Linked DNA regions of Mus musculus: regions 1 and 3 are each linked to region 2. The links are chromatin contacts, called in public HiChIP or PLAC-seq and promoter capture Hi-C maps. All regions are on one chromosome and are shown on one strand. The core of a region is the stretch at or near the end of the contact, and the rest is flanking DNA. Distances in the headings are between cores, read along the strand shown. Region 1 has its middle 42 kb from the start of Hoxb1. Region 2 holds the start of Snx11 (sorting nexin 11). Region 3 holds the start of Tbkbp1 (TBK1 binding protein 1).

Region 1 (3,630 bases), core at 380-2,879, 370 kb after region 2:
GAGATTTTCTTTCCGTGAGCTTTTACATCCTCATTCATTTGAATTGGTGTTCTGGGAACTGGGCAGGGAACAGGTATTTTTATCTTACTTTAATGGATAAGCAGTAGCGTAACTGGTAAAAAAAAAAAAAAAATGGATCTCTCCTTTCTTACACTCCTCTGAGGACCCAGGGAAAGCCCAGCCATTCTTAGAGTGGTTTAAGAGAATGGTCTAGATTTTTGAGGAGGGGAAATTCTGCTCTTTCAAGAGGGGAAGGACCCACAGACCAAGAGGAAGTCAAGTCAAAACTCATGTTAAGATGCTCAAACCCCTGGACAGTCAGATGGGGCCATTGCTTTGACTGCTGTAGTTTCCTTGAAAGAGGAGAGGGGAGTTCGTCCTAACCTTCTCATTTGGGGGTAACCAAAACAAGGATTTAAAATGGATTTCAGGGTGGGGCTTAATTAACTGTAGAGGGTTTCCCTGGCATGGTAAAGGCCTGGGTTCCGGGTCCCACACTACAAGAGTTCCCAGGAGTTGTGCTTCCTCTCCGGGGCCTGCTTTCTCTTTCCTCAAGGCCTTCCCTGTGTTCCCACTCAACTTGTGGGTGGTAATAATTATTTATACCCGTCTCTGCAGCCCACATCCTCCAGGGGCCAGCTCAGATTACACCTGCCCTGATGAATCCTTCCGCTACTTTGTTATTAGATCCCCAAATTTGTCGACAGGAACAAGATCCTCCACACGGAGAAGAAGACAGCAGTAAATTAGGAGTGAGTTATCCGCCCCGCGTAATGTATATGCCCACATGTGTAAGTTAACACTCTGAGGATGACGTCATGAGCTGTCCGATGATGCAGAGCCTTGGGCTCTAGAATCCTCATTTTGCAGAAAGCGTTTTTTTTTTGGGGGGGGGGGGTTGCAGAGTTTGAGGGGACTGGGTTTTTTTCTGGGTATTAAAAACTAGTAGGTTCTTTTACTGTCTCTCTCTCTCTCTCTCTCTCTCTCTCTCTCTCTCTCACACACACACACACACACACACACACACACACACAGAGTCCTTGCCCCATCTCCCCTCCCCCACCCCGCCTCTCCAGTACAAGGACTGAATTGGAGCATGTGACTAAGTGGATAAACATTTCATTCAGAACCGCCCTAGACCATCATTGTCCAAGTTCTTTTTTAAGCATTTACCACTTTGCTCTGAAGAACAGCATAGAAGTGAATCTCCAGGCAAGAGGCCTCCAATACACCAAAGGGGGGGGGGGAGTTCCAAATTCAAACCCAGTAACAAGACTAGCGAAAGGGAGGACCGAACATAAAGCTGGAGGAGACTTCCACAAAATCACCAAGCAACGAAAGGGTGTCTTTTTCTCTACCATAAGTGACACCCGGAACTTCTTTCCAGATCAACCACAAGGAGAGAGTTTATTTGTCCGTGAAGAAGACCCTGGGCCAGGCCAGGTTCCCACAACCCAAGAAAACTCCAAGGAGGTCAGGGAAAGAGAATCCAGGCCTAGAGTCCCTCCATCCTGCTGCAGCCACATAGCACGGAATTGGCAAGGGACAGGGGCGAGGAAAGGGGAGAGTCTGGCAAGAATCAGAGCCAAAGCCGGTGGCTGGGAACCTGGAGCTTTTGGCGCACAGCGGCGGCGGCCGCTAGGGTGCAGCTGTGGGCTGATGTGGGGTCCACGCCAGTGGCGGAGCCACGCAGGAGAGGAGCTGGCAGTGACGGCGAGGTGGTTCGGTGTTGTGTTTCTACTGTAACTATAATTAGGCGGATTCTGTGTTTATTTAGGCTGAGAGCTGCAAGATAAATGACAGCTTCGAAGATGCTTTTCAGCACTTCATAAATCACCCACCGGCCCGGGCAGTTTGCTTGTGTCACGTCTCAGTTCTCCCTCTGTGCCCTGCCGGTCCCCCCATTCACCTCGGAAGAGGGCATAGTCTGGACGACCCAGGAGTCCGCGCCACAAAGGGCAGGGGGTAAAGGGGAACGTAGTGTCTGTCCTTCTCTAAGATCTCGGCGCCCCGGAATCAGTGCCCAGGAGCTGCCTGGAAAGCTGTCAGGAATAGCTTCCTCCCGAGGTGGTCCCTAGGCCCATTGGGGATGGGTTGACGGGCAGGCCTGCCCTCCTCTGGGAGAATATGGTCTCTAATCGGCTCTAACTCTTCCCCTTGCCTCACTGACACAGCTGGAGATTTACGGGAGACGCTGGAGAAATATTTATAGTACAAGGAACTGTCCTTTCCCCTCCTATGCCTGTCGGCGTGTCTCCTGGGGCTGGGGTGGAAGAGCCCATGTCTTTTCCCATTGGAAAGCATATTCTGTGGTAGCGCTTCTCAGAGGGAGTTTGGAACTCCTTAGCCATCTGAAAGAGCGAAGAATCAAAGGGCAACCCATCTCTCCTACCTAGGCCTGAAACAGTCCAAGAAGTGAGACGAGGCTTAGACTTGAAGCTTGCAAGACAGACAGAATGCAGAGGCATTACCCTAGCAGAATAGCGAACTCTGGATCAGGCACCTTTGCGGGCAGACTGTTTCCCATCCGAGCTGTGGCTAAAGGGTCCAGAATAGACCTCAGGAGCAATGGTGTGGTTTCTAAGTGTTTGACTATGAATTAGGAGACCTTCGTTCAAATCTTAGCTCTTCTCACAGTGGGAATGTGTGTTTGCTCTGACTCTGGTCTTCGGTTTCTCTTCTTCAAAATGGGGGTCAGGGCGGGGAGGGCCGATGCCAGGTATGGCCACTCAGGTCTGTTATCCCAGCCCTGGGAAAACCTAAGGGAAAGGATTGTGAGTTTGTAACCAGCAGAGGGATACCTAACTGGATTCTGTGGTCTAGGATGCAGAAGAGAAGGCAGCCTACTTTCTAGAAGAGTCTCGCTGGTGCCAATCTACTCTAAGTAGTGCCCTAGAAGGCATATAGTGTTTTGGAGATGTGGCTGTGTTTATGGTGTCGATTGTAGTTATGATCTCCCAGGTGAATACTTAGCTCCAGACTCATCAAACTGTATATACATTAAGTGCCTAAAGCTTTTTGTATGTCAAGGACACCCCCAACAAAGCAGTTTGTTTTTAAATGCTTGTCCAGGCTGGCCAGATAGCTTAGTGGACAAAGTGCCTACAGGGCAAGCATGAGGACTTGAGTTCAGAATCTCAGCACCACAGAAAGCCAGACACCGCGAACAGCATCTGTACCCCAGCACTGGAGGGGCTGGGGGGGGGTGAAGACAGGAGGATGTCTCCTGGTTTCCTGCCCAACCAGCCTAGTCAAGTTGATGGCCTCCAAATTAAGTGAGAGACCCAGTCTCAAAAAACAAAGGTGGAGAACAGCAGATGAGGATGCCCGGTATGACCTCTGACCTACATGCACAGACACACATATACACACAAACATATACATATATATATATATATATATATATATATATATATATATATACACACACACACACACACACAAATGCATGCAACACACATACAGGAAAAGAAAAAGGGATATGAAATTTGAACACCGAGCAGTGTGTTAATGGTTTCACAAATCGAATGTAGAAAATGTATTGTTGCACTTGTCCCTAAACGATGCTCTATCATGGAGAGATGACTTATGTCGTACTCAAAACGATGGCATGTTATCAGCTGTCCTCAG
Region 2 (3,832 bases), core at 304-2,803:
ACTTTGAGGTTGAGAGTACTTTCTGTTCTTGTATAGGTGCAGGGTTCAGTTCCCAACACCCACACAATGGTTCCAACTACTTCTAACTCCAGTGCCAGGAGATCTAAGGCCCTCATCTGGCCTCGTAGGGTTTCAGGTAGACACATGGTACACAACCTATTTATAGGCAAAACAGCTACAAAAAATAAAAATATTTATTTTTGATGTGTGTATGCCTCGGATCCATTGAAGTGGGAGTTGCAGGAATGTGTGAACTGTGTGAATTTGGGGGTCCTGAACTCATCTTCTGAAGCCATTTTGCCAACTCCTGTCTTGCTGTTTTTGAGGCAGGGTCTTAGGTAGCCCAAGCTAGCCTGAAACTCACTATATAGTTGGCGTTGGCCTTCAGTTCCTGCCTCTACTTCCAAGTGCTGGGGTTACAGAGGTAAAATTAACTTTTTTTTTAAAGACTTATTTATTTTTATTATATGTAAGTACACTGTAGCTGTCTTCAAACACTCCAGAAGAGGGAGTCAGATCTCATTACAGATGGTTGTGAGCCACCATGTGGTTGCTGGGATTTGAACTTCAGACCTTTGGAAGAGCAGTCGGGTGCTCTTACCAACTGAGCCATCTCACCAGCCCTAAAATTAACTTTTTAACAGATCAAGGAGGCTTTTCGTTTGTGTTTTCCAACAGCCTTACTCCGTATCCTAGAGCTCACTATATGTCTTTAATGGCCAAGTGTTAGGATTCTGGGCGTGAGCCACTTCCATTGGCTTAAGAGGACTTTAAGATATTTTTTTTTGTCTTTTTAAAAAAGATGTATTTATTTATTACATGTAAGTACACTGTAGCTGTCCTCAGACACTCCAGAACAGGGCATCAGATCTCATTACAGATGGTTGTGAGCCACCACGTGGTTGCTGGGATTTGAACTCAGGACCTTCCGAAGAGCAGTCGGGTGCTCTTACCCCCTGAGCCGTCTCTCCAGCCCGGACTTTAGATATTTCTATAGTAAGCATTTTCACCGGCTTTTTCTTGCTTACTAACTGTATGATCCTTCTTTGGGCTTGACAACTGTTGTCAACTTTCTCGTCTGCTGTTGGGATAATCTGTGGGTTTTCCAAATCAAACTGGCAGTGCCCTTGACAGTTTAGATGGGGAACTGCAACCTCTGAGGTTCAAACCCAGACTTTCGAGATCTTAGATCTTAGTAAGGCTTCAGGAACGCGAGAAACCTCCCACACTTACTGCTCTTTAACACCCTGAAGACGTTTAGGCTCCTAAGATGCTTTCGTCGGCCTTCAAACACGTTCCCTGAGCGCTGATTGGCCCGCCTAATGGCGGTGGGCGGGACACGGCACCGGAGTGGACTTTGCGGGGTCTCGGTCTTTGCGCTCCGCCTCCCGCGCCCCCTAGCGATTTCCGGAAAGATGCGGATTTCAGCTTAGGCCTGGGCGGGATGGAGAGCCTCCTCTGACCAGCGATCGCCACTGAGAGCCCTGGTCTTCAGGGGTGGGGCGTCCGGGACACTCAGGATTGGCCCGTCGGGAGCCGCCTCCCGTCGTGCACCGGGGCACCGGCGACTCACCCGGAAGGAGAAGCCGGTATCGGACTATATGGTGCGGTGCTGGTGGTGTCGCTGTGGAGAGCTGCTGCTGCTGCTCTCAGGTGAGGGGGCGTGGGCGTGGCCGCGGCTCGTAGGTGCTGCTTGGGAATGGGATGCTGGCTTGAGCCGTGGTGGTGGCATTTGAGTGATGGCCTCGGTTGACACACTAGGGAGGGGGCTGCCTTACTGCCTGGTATGAAAGTGAGGGCTTGCTGGGACCCAAGAAGAAAGGAAGCCTGGCTTTTCAATATACCTTGAAAATCGTCTTTCCGTCCCGATTTAGCCGGGAAAAGAGAAGGACCGTTGGGCTGGTTTCCATCTGAGTTTGCTAAAGAATGGAAAGGAGTGGCCGGAGTCAGAATTAGGGATGTCTACCCAAGTGGCCGGCAGTGGAAGGGAATGGCAGATATTTTTCGCAGATACTGGAAACTATGCTCTTCCTTTGTTACTTGCAGGTGAAAGGAGTGGGTTACCGACTGAAAAATGAGAACAGCTGCTTGATGGACGGGACAGGTTTTCTGTCAGGCGGAAGAGCTTCCTCGAACACCTGTGGGTATTTAGGAAGGCGAGGTTTTAGAATTGCTGTCTGTTGACACCAAAGGCTCAAGAACGAGTAAGGAGGGGCGGGAGACTCCTTGGTGCAATCTTTTTTACAGCCTGATGTGTTTTTTACGTGTCCCTTGAAGTAGTTTTAAGAGGCGGAGAAAATGAGAAAGCTTTGAATTGCTCCCCTGAATTAGCAGCTGTGAGCTTTACAATGCGTCAAACTTTGTACACACCAAACCCCTTGGCTCTTTCCCGGGACTATGGGTGCTGGTACTGCCGAGGGAAGCAGTGAGCGCTTCAGATGGGATGGAAAAGGCCCCGGGAATGTAGTTAGCATGGAGTAAGTTTCCTCACCTTTCGAGGTTACTTGACTCTGCCCTTCCTTAATGGATGCACAGATCCACCTCTTTGGACGGGTCATGGAGGTGAAGTTAAGAACTTGCTGTTTCTCCAGGAATAACGACTGAGAGTGGTGTCGTTGGGAAGGACAGTGATGAAGAGCAGTGGTTGTTGGAAACGGAGTCTGCTTTTTGCAGTCTCAGTGTCTTAGGGGAAATTGACCACCAGAACCTTCTTAGTGCCTTTTACGCTTAGCCTTGAGCCTACAGAGACCCAGGAGACTTGGAATGTCTTAAAAGACAGTTTATTTGTTTCTCTATGACATTAGCTCCAAAACAAAGGAGAAAAACTTCCACATGGGGGTGCTGCAGGCCCCTAGCAAACTCTTTATACCAAACGTCTGATGAACAGTTACTGAACTAGAGTCTTGAGTTTCACAGACTTTTCCAGGCAGAGTGGTGTGATCTCCCCTAAGTGGATAGATGCCTTTCTTTCTTGTCATCTTTTCTGTTGTACTACAAACACAAACCAAACCAAACAACAACAACAACAACAAAACCACTTAAGAATATTTAACTTTCTGTTCTTCCGTTGGCAGTTTAGCAAGCGCCTAAGAGGAGAAGAGAGGGGGAAATCCCAGCAGGCTAATTAATATTCACAGAAAGCCTGTTGGTTTTGGTCACAGATCTTTGTCTGTACCCGTCTGGACTGTCGGACTGGGTTATTGGGGAATTGAGATTTCCTGCCTTTCAGTCTAGGGCCTCTTGGAGGTGGTGACTGCTGCGGATGAAAAAAATCAGACTGTCAGCAAGAATGCTGTTTATTATGGTGTTGAAATCACAAAACCTCGGGTTTGCTCCACAGTTCAGCTCTGTTTTGTTATCTGCCATGCAGCTTTGTCCCCGCATGCCATGTCTGTCTGTAGAGAGACCTTCTGGGATATTGGGAAGAATTGCAAAAGCTGTTTGCTTTGCTAATTTCATGCCGTAAACGAGTTTCCCTTCCTTTGAAACATTAGCCCTATGTTAGCAAAACATAAAATAGACGGAAGCTCATTATGCACTCTGCTAATGGTAAGGCAGAACTAATAAGAGAATGTGTTTAAAATTAATTGTGGGACTGTAAAAAACGAGTGGGTGTGCGGATGGGCATGGGAGGAGGAGAGAGGGAGAGCTTAGAGAGAGCCTTGTTTTCCCAGGAGCCAGCCCGCATCATTTGTTGGCAGTACATATTGGCTGGAGTCAGTTTTCATTTCAAGGTAAATTGGAAAGGGAAATTAAACCTTATTGTTCTGCTCTTAAGAGAGAGGAAGGGGGTGGAGGCGGCAGCCAGGGTGGCTGCAGTTGGAGCGGCTCT
Region 3 (4,167 bases), core at 155-2,654, 370 kb before region 2:
CGCGGAGCGGCGCGCGGTGCCAGGGGGTGGGGGCGCTGGGGCCCGTCAGGGGAGGGAGCCGGCGGAGGGGTGCGCTGCGACTGCGAGCAGGAGCCCGCGGCAGCCGTGAGTGCGGGCCGGGGCCCGGGCTGGGGGAGGGGGAGGGGCGCGGCGGGCCGGGGCGGCTTGGGGCGCGGGAGGCCGGGGCCCGGGCGCGGGTGGGCGGGCGCTGCGCCCGGGAGCAGAGTGGGGAAGGGTCCTGCGCCGCTGCCCGCAGCCTCCGGCCTGCGGGGCGGCTGCCGCTCAGTAGCCCGCCCGGAGCCCGGCCGCGGTGGGGGAGGGGGCTGCGCGGTCTCGGCCCCACAGAGGGGAGGGGCGACAGTTTCTGTCCGCCGAGCCCGAGGGGGTTTAAAGAGCCGCTCTTAAAGGGGCCGCCGGAGGGGCCAGGCGGGGACGGGCGCCCCCTCCCCAGTAGCCTGCGCGGGCGCTCGGCGCGCGGCCCCAGGATGCGGAGGAAGGCAGCTCGGGTCGCACGGCCGGGGTGTGTGGGGACACGGAGTCCTCGAGAGTGGGGGTGATGGCCGGAGATCGTGGGCAGGGATGGGGGTGGGGTGTGTAGTGAGCTCTGGTCGGCAGAGTAGGGGGAGGGGTGGCGTGGGCAAGAGAGGGTTAAAGGTGGGGCCAGCCCTTCAAACACGCGCACACGCTCCTTACTCAGACCTGTCACACGCGTCTGTCGCTCCGGCACTTAGCCGAGGCTGGGGGATGGGGGACCCGAGGCCTGCACTGTCGGAACTCGCGCCTTCGGACCGAGCCCCCTCGCCGGAGCGCACACACGCTCCAGCGCGCGCACACACCTCGGACATTCCCATAGTGCCTCACGTGACACTCGGCCCGAACGTGCCCACCCTACCCACACGCTCACGCACGCGTGCTCACACGCGCGCGCGCGCACACACACGTACACACACACACATACACAACCTCTGGTCACTCCCGAACTCCGCGCTGACCCCGGTCCTCCGCCCCGCAAAAGCACTCATTGACGGCGGCACACCTACACTCATTCACAGACACACACTCCCCCCCACATGGCAGCCACAGCCACACATTCATAAACAAGGGCCCGGAGATGTACACACGCACCCCCTCGCTGCCTACTCGTTTTGGGAGCCCTGAGTCATTCCTGCCCCCCTCCCAGGGCTCCCCATTTCCCTGAGTGCAGGCACAATAGGACAAGCTGGAGTCTCCCTTAATGGTCTCGGTTCTCCTAGGCCCCCTTGCCCAGTTTGCTGCCTCTGACACTCAGCCAAGGACTTCCTGTAGGTCTGCGCCTGGACGGTTGCCACAGCCCCGGCGCACTTGGGGAGGCACTTCCTTTTCCTGAACTCTGGGATCCTGCGGGAGGAAGTTGGGCGGGGGCCACAGAGGCCAGGCTGCCTAGCGGGACTAGCCTTCCTTAGGAGCAGGCGACAGAGGCCTGGGATGGGAATCTTGGCGGCTGTCGAGGTACTTGGGGAAAAGGGAGGTCTGGGGAGGAGACCAAGCCGAGTAGTCTAGGCAGGTTCTGGGCTGTGCCAATGCTGGGACAGCAGCCCTCCCTCCCATCTGTCCACAGGTCTCTCCTCCCTGCCCCTGATCCTTGGTCCTGTTTATCAGTTGTCCCCCACTCCACTCATGACGTCTATCTGGTTCCATTTCCTTCTATAAGCAGTCACAGCAGGGGATAGGGCAGAAACTTGAGAGAGAAGAGAGAGAGAGAGTTAGTTGTGAGATCTGTCTCTTGGCTGAAGCTCCCCAGCTACCACAGGTTCCTCAGACCAGCATGGAAGAGTTGGGAACAAAGAGCAGGTGGTCCTCTTTACTCTGTTCCTGCACTCTCAGGAGGCCCAGGGTGGGCTGAAGCCCTTACCATGGAGTCCATGTTTGAAGATGACATCAGCATCCTGACCCAAGAGGCCTTGGGGCCCAGTGAGGTGTGGCTGGATGGTCCTGGAGACCCGTCCCTGGGAGGGGACATGTGTTCTGCCTCCCACTTTGCCCTCATCACAGCCTACGGAGACATCAAGGAAAGGCTAGGAGGCCTGGAGAGGGAGAATGCCACCCTCCGCCGTCGCCTCAAAGTCTATGAGATCAAGGTCAGAACCTAGATGTGATGGCGAGCTGAGCTTGTAGTTGCCTGCAAGGGCAGGAGGGTCCCAAGAGGTGGCCAGCACTGGAGGCTGCCTGGTCCCTGAAGAAGTGGCTGCCTTGGGGATGAGGAGCTCTGCTCCTGCAGCCAATCTCAGGGGTGGAGGAGGAGCCCAGCTTTGGAGTGGTGGGTCCCATTGGAGGGGGCGGGGAGAGGCGCCTGTGAAGCTGGCAGTGGGGTTGGGGGACAGAGCGGTCCTGGGATGGGAAGCCAGGCTTCTCAGAGGACGACCCTCCCACAGTATCCGCTGATCACTGATTTTGGAGAGGAGCATGGCTTCCCTCTGTATGAACTCAAGGATGGCTCCCTGCTGGAGGTGGAGAAGGTCAGTCTGCAGCAACGACTCAACCAATTCCAACACGAGGTAAGCCCTTGCTTCGCTTCCCAGCCAACCCCACTCCCTTAGCCTCCTGCTTCCCTCACTTTGCCCTCAACCCCGCCCTGCCCCCGCCTTCCCTAAATCAGCTTCAGCGCTTCCTGTTTCTATTGGGAATAGGGTTGGGGAGGTTGGGAGCCCCCTCTGCTCCCTGTCAAGGCTGGTCCTGACCCTGGCACACCTCTCCGGGCCTACCCAGTTGCAGAAGAGTAAGGAGCAGGAGGAGCAGCTCGGGGAGATGATCCAGGCTTACGAGAAACTGTGCGTGGAGAAAAGCGACTTGGAGACAGAGCTGGGGGAGATGGTGAGGCCCAGAGAGCGGGTGTGTGTGTGTGTGTGTGTGTGTGAGGTATCTGACGTGATGTGATTCTCTACGTGCATTCCAACCCGATGAGTGTGTGCTGCCTGTGTGTCACACACACTCTGCTGCGTGCACACTCCCTGTATCCACTCGTCCCTGTCTGTGAATGCCTGCTTTGCCGTGTGAATGAGACAGTATCATCCGGGTCATGGGTGACTCTGTACCTTGGGCTAGGATGCTGTGTGTGTGTGTGTGTGTGTGTGTGTGTGTGTGTATTTGGCTCTCACACTGCATCAACCCTGTACCTATAGTATAGTATAGTGTCTGGGAGAGGGTATAAGTGACAAGAGAGGTGCCAGAGCTCTCCATAGTCCCAGCACAAGCGTGATGAGAGTTGCCATGTGGCCGTTTGTGTGTGGGCAGGTGGCAGTATCAGGAGATAAGGTCTCTGCCAACTCCTGTGCTGTGACCTTGATCAAGTTATTTAGCTCTCACCCCTCATCTGAAAAGCAGAGAAAAACGGTAAGCCATCTCACTAAGCTGCTGTGACGGCAACGGGACATTTGTGTAAAACGGTTTTCCTTTTATAGTCAGGAACGTTTGCTTGGTAGTCGCAGCGTGCCAGGCACTGTTCATATCCCTCTACACACATTTACTCATTTTAGCTCTCACAACAATCAAAGAGGTAGGCGTGGTACTGCTATCCCCATTTTATACAGGAGGTAGACAAAGCTTAGAAGTGCTTAAGTCCTGTATGCAAATGCAAGTCACATCCCTGAGGGTTTGGGGTGACTGGACCTGGAGCCCAGTGTTGGCATAAATGTCTCTGTGTGATAAGACCCAGAGGAGGTTTGGCTCTGACCTTGCCGGCACCAGTAGCCAGAAACATCTGCATTGCAGGAGCTGTGAGAGGAGCCTTCATACCTGTGACCACTTGTCGTGTGAGTGTAGGACACTCCAGCTGTCTGTGCTCCAGTCTGGAGAGTGATGACTGCCCAGCCTGGGGGACTCTTGGGTTTGGGAGACCACAGGGCTCCCTGGCGCTCTGTAGACCCTTGGCCGTCTGTCTTCCCTGCAGCGGGCCCTGGTAGAGACTCATCTACGGCAGATCTGTGGTCTGGAGAAACAGCTGCAGCAACAGCAGGGCCTCCGGGACGCAGCTTTCTCCAGCCTGAGCCCCCCAGCTGTCCCCGCCTCAGCCTGTCCTGACTTGGACCTGCACTATCTGGCTCTGAGAGGGGGACCTGCCTTGGGTCATGGTGAGATCTTAGTGACTCCTACCTTCCTGCTCTCCATGTCTCTGTTTAACTCCCATTTCAG

Evidence for each region. Promoter capture Hi-C pulls out the DNA fragments that hold promoters and counts their contacts. HiChIP or PLAC-seq counts read pairs in DNA pulled down with a chosen protein or histone mark.
Region 1: a contact with region 2 is called in an H3K27ac HiChIP or PLAC-seq map of embryonic fibroblasts, with 5 times the contacts expected there. The contact joins the enhancer-like site here to the promoter of Snx11 in region 2. A contact is called at or near these places in 5 of 39 promoter capture datasets (the 3T3-L1 cell line, the SN4741 cell line, embryonic stem cells and 1 more), 3 of 115 datasets of contacts at active chromatin or transcription factors (embryonic basal ganglia, embryonic fibroblasts and embryonic stem cells) and 1 of 9 other capture datasets (liver).
Region 3: a contact with region 2 is called in a promoter capture Hi-C map of hippocampal neurons, with 4 times the contacts expected there. The contact joins the promoter of Tbkbp1 here to the promoter of Snx11 in region 2. A contact is called at or near these places in 3 of 39 promoter capture datasets (hippocampal neurons, liver and pre-B cells), 3 of 484 Hi-C or Micro-C datasets (embryonic stem cells and myocytes) and 1 of 9 other capture datasets (pancreatic islet).

The regions. Positions count from the first base shown.
Region 1 is chr11:96,405,915-96,409,544 of GRCm38.p6, reverse strand. No RefSeq gene overlaps it. Among named protein-coding and RNA genes, the nearest start is that of Hoxb1, 42 kb to the right of the region's middle. Within about 2 kb of position 1,629, at least 44 of the 459 cell types and tissues checked have an H3K27ac peak or open chromatin away from gene starts, as enhancers often do. A contact at or near this core is called in embryonic fibroblasts, where this site is marked.
Region 2 is chr11:96,775,276-96,779,107 of GRCm38.p6, reverse strand. Snx11 (sorting nexin 11) reads left to right here and starts at 1,553. Exons shown (of 8, transcript NM_001163389.1): 1 at 1,553-1,653; 2 at 2,047-2,140.
Region 3 is chr11:97,147,312-97,151,478 of GRCm38.p6, reverse strand. Tbkbp1 (TBK1 binding protein 1) reads left to right here and starts at 1,404. Exons shown (of 10, transcript NM_001372531.1): 1 at 1,404-1,488; 2 at 1,864-2,117; 3 at 2,412-2,534; 4 at 2,746-2,850; 5 at 3,926-4,106. The coding sequence starts at 1,893.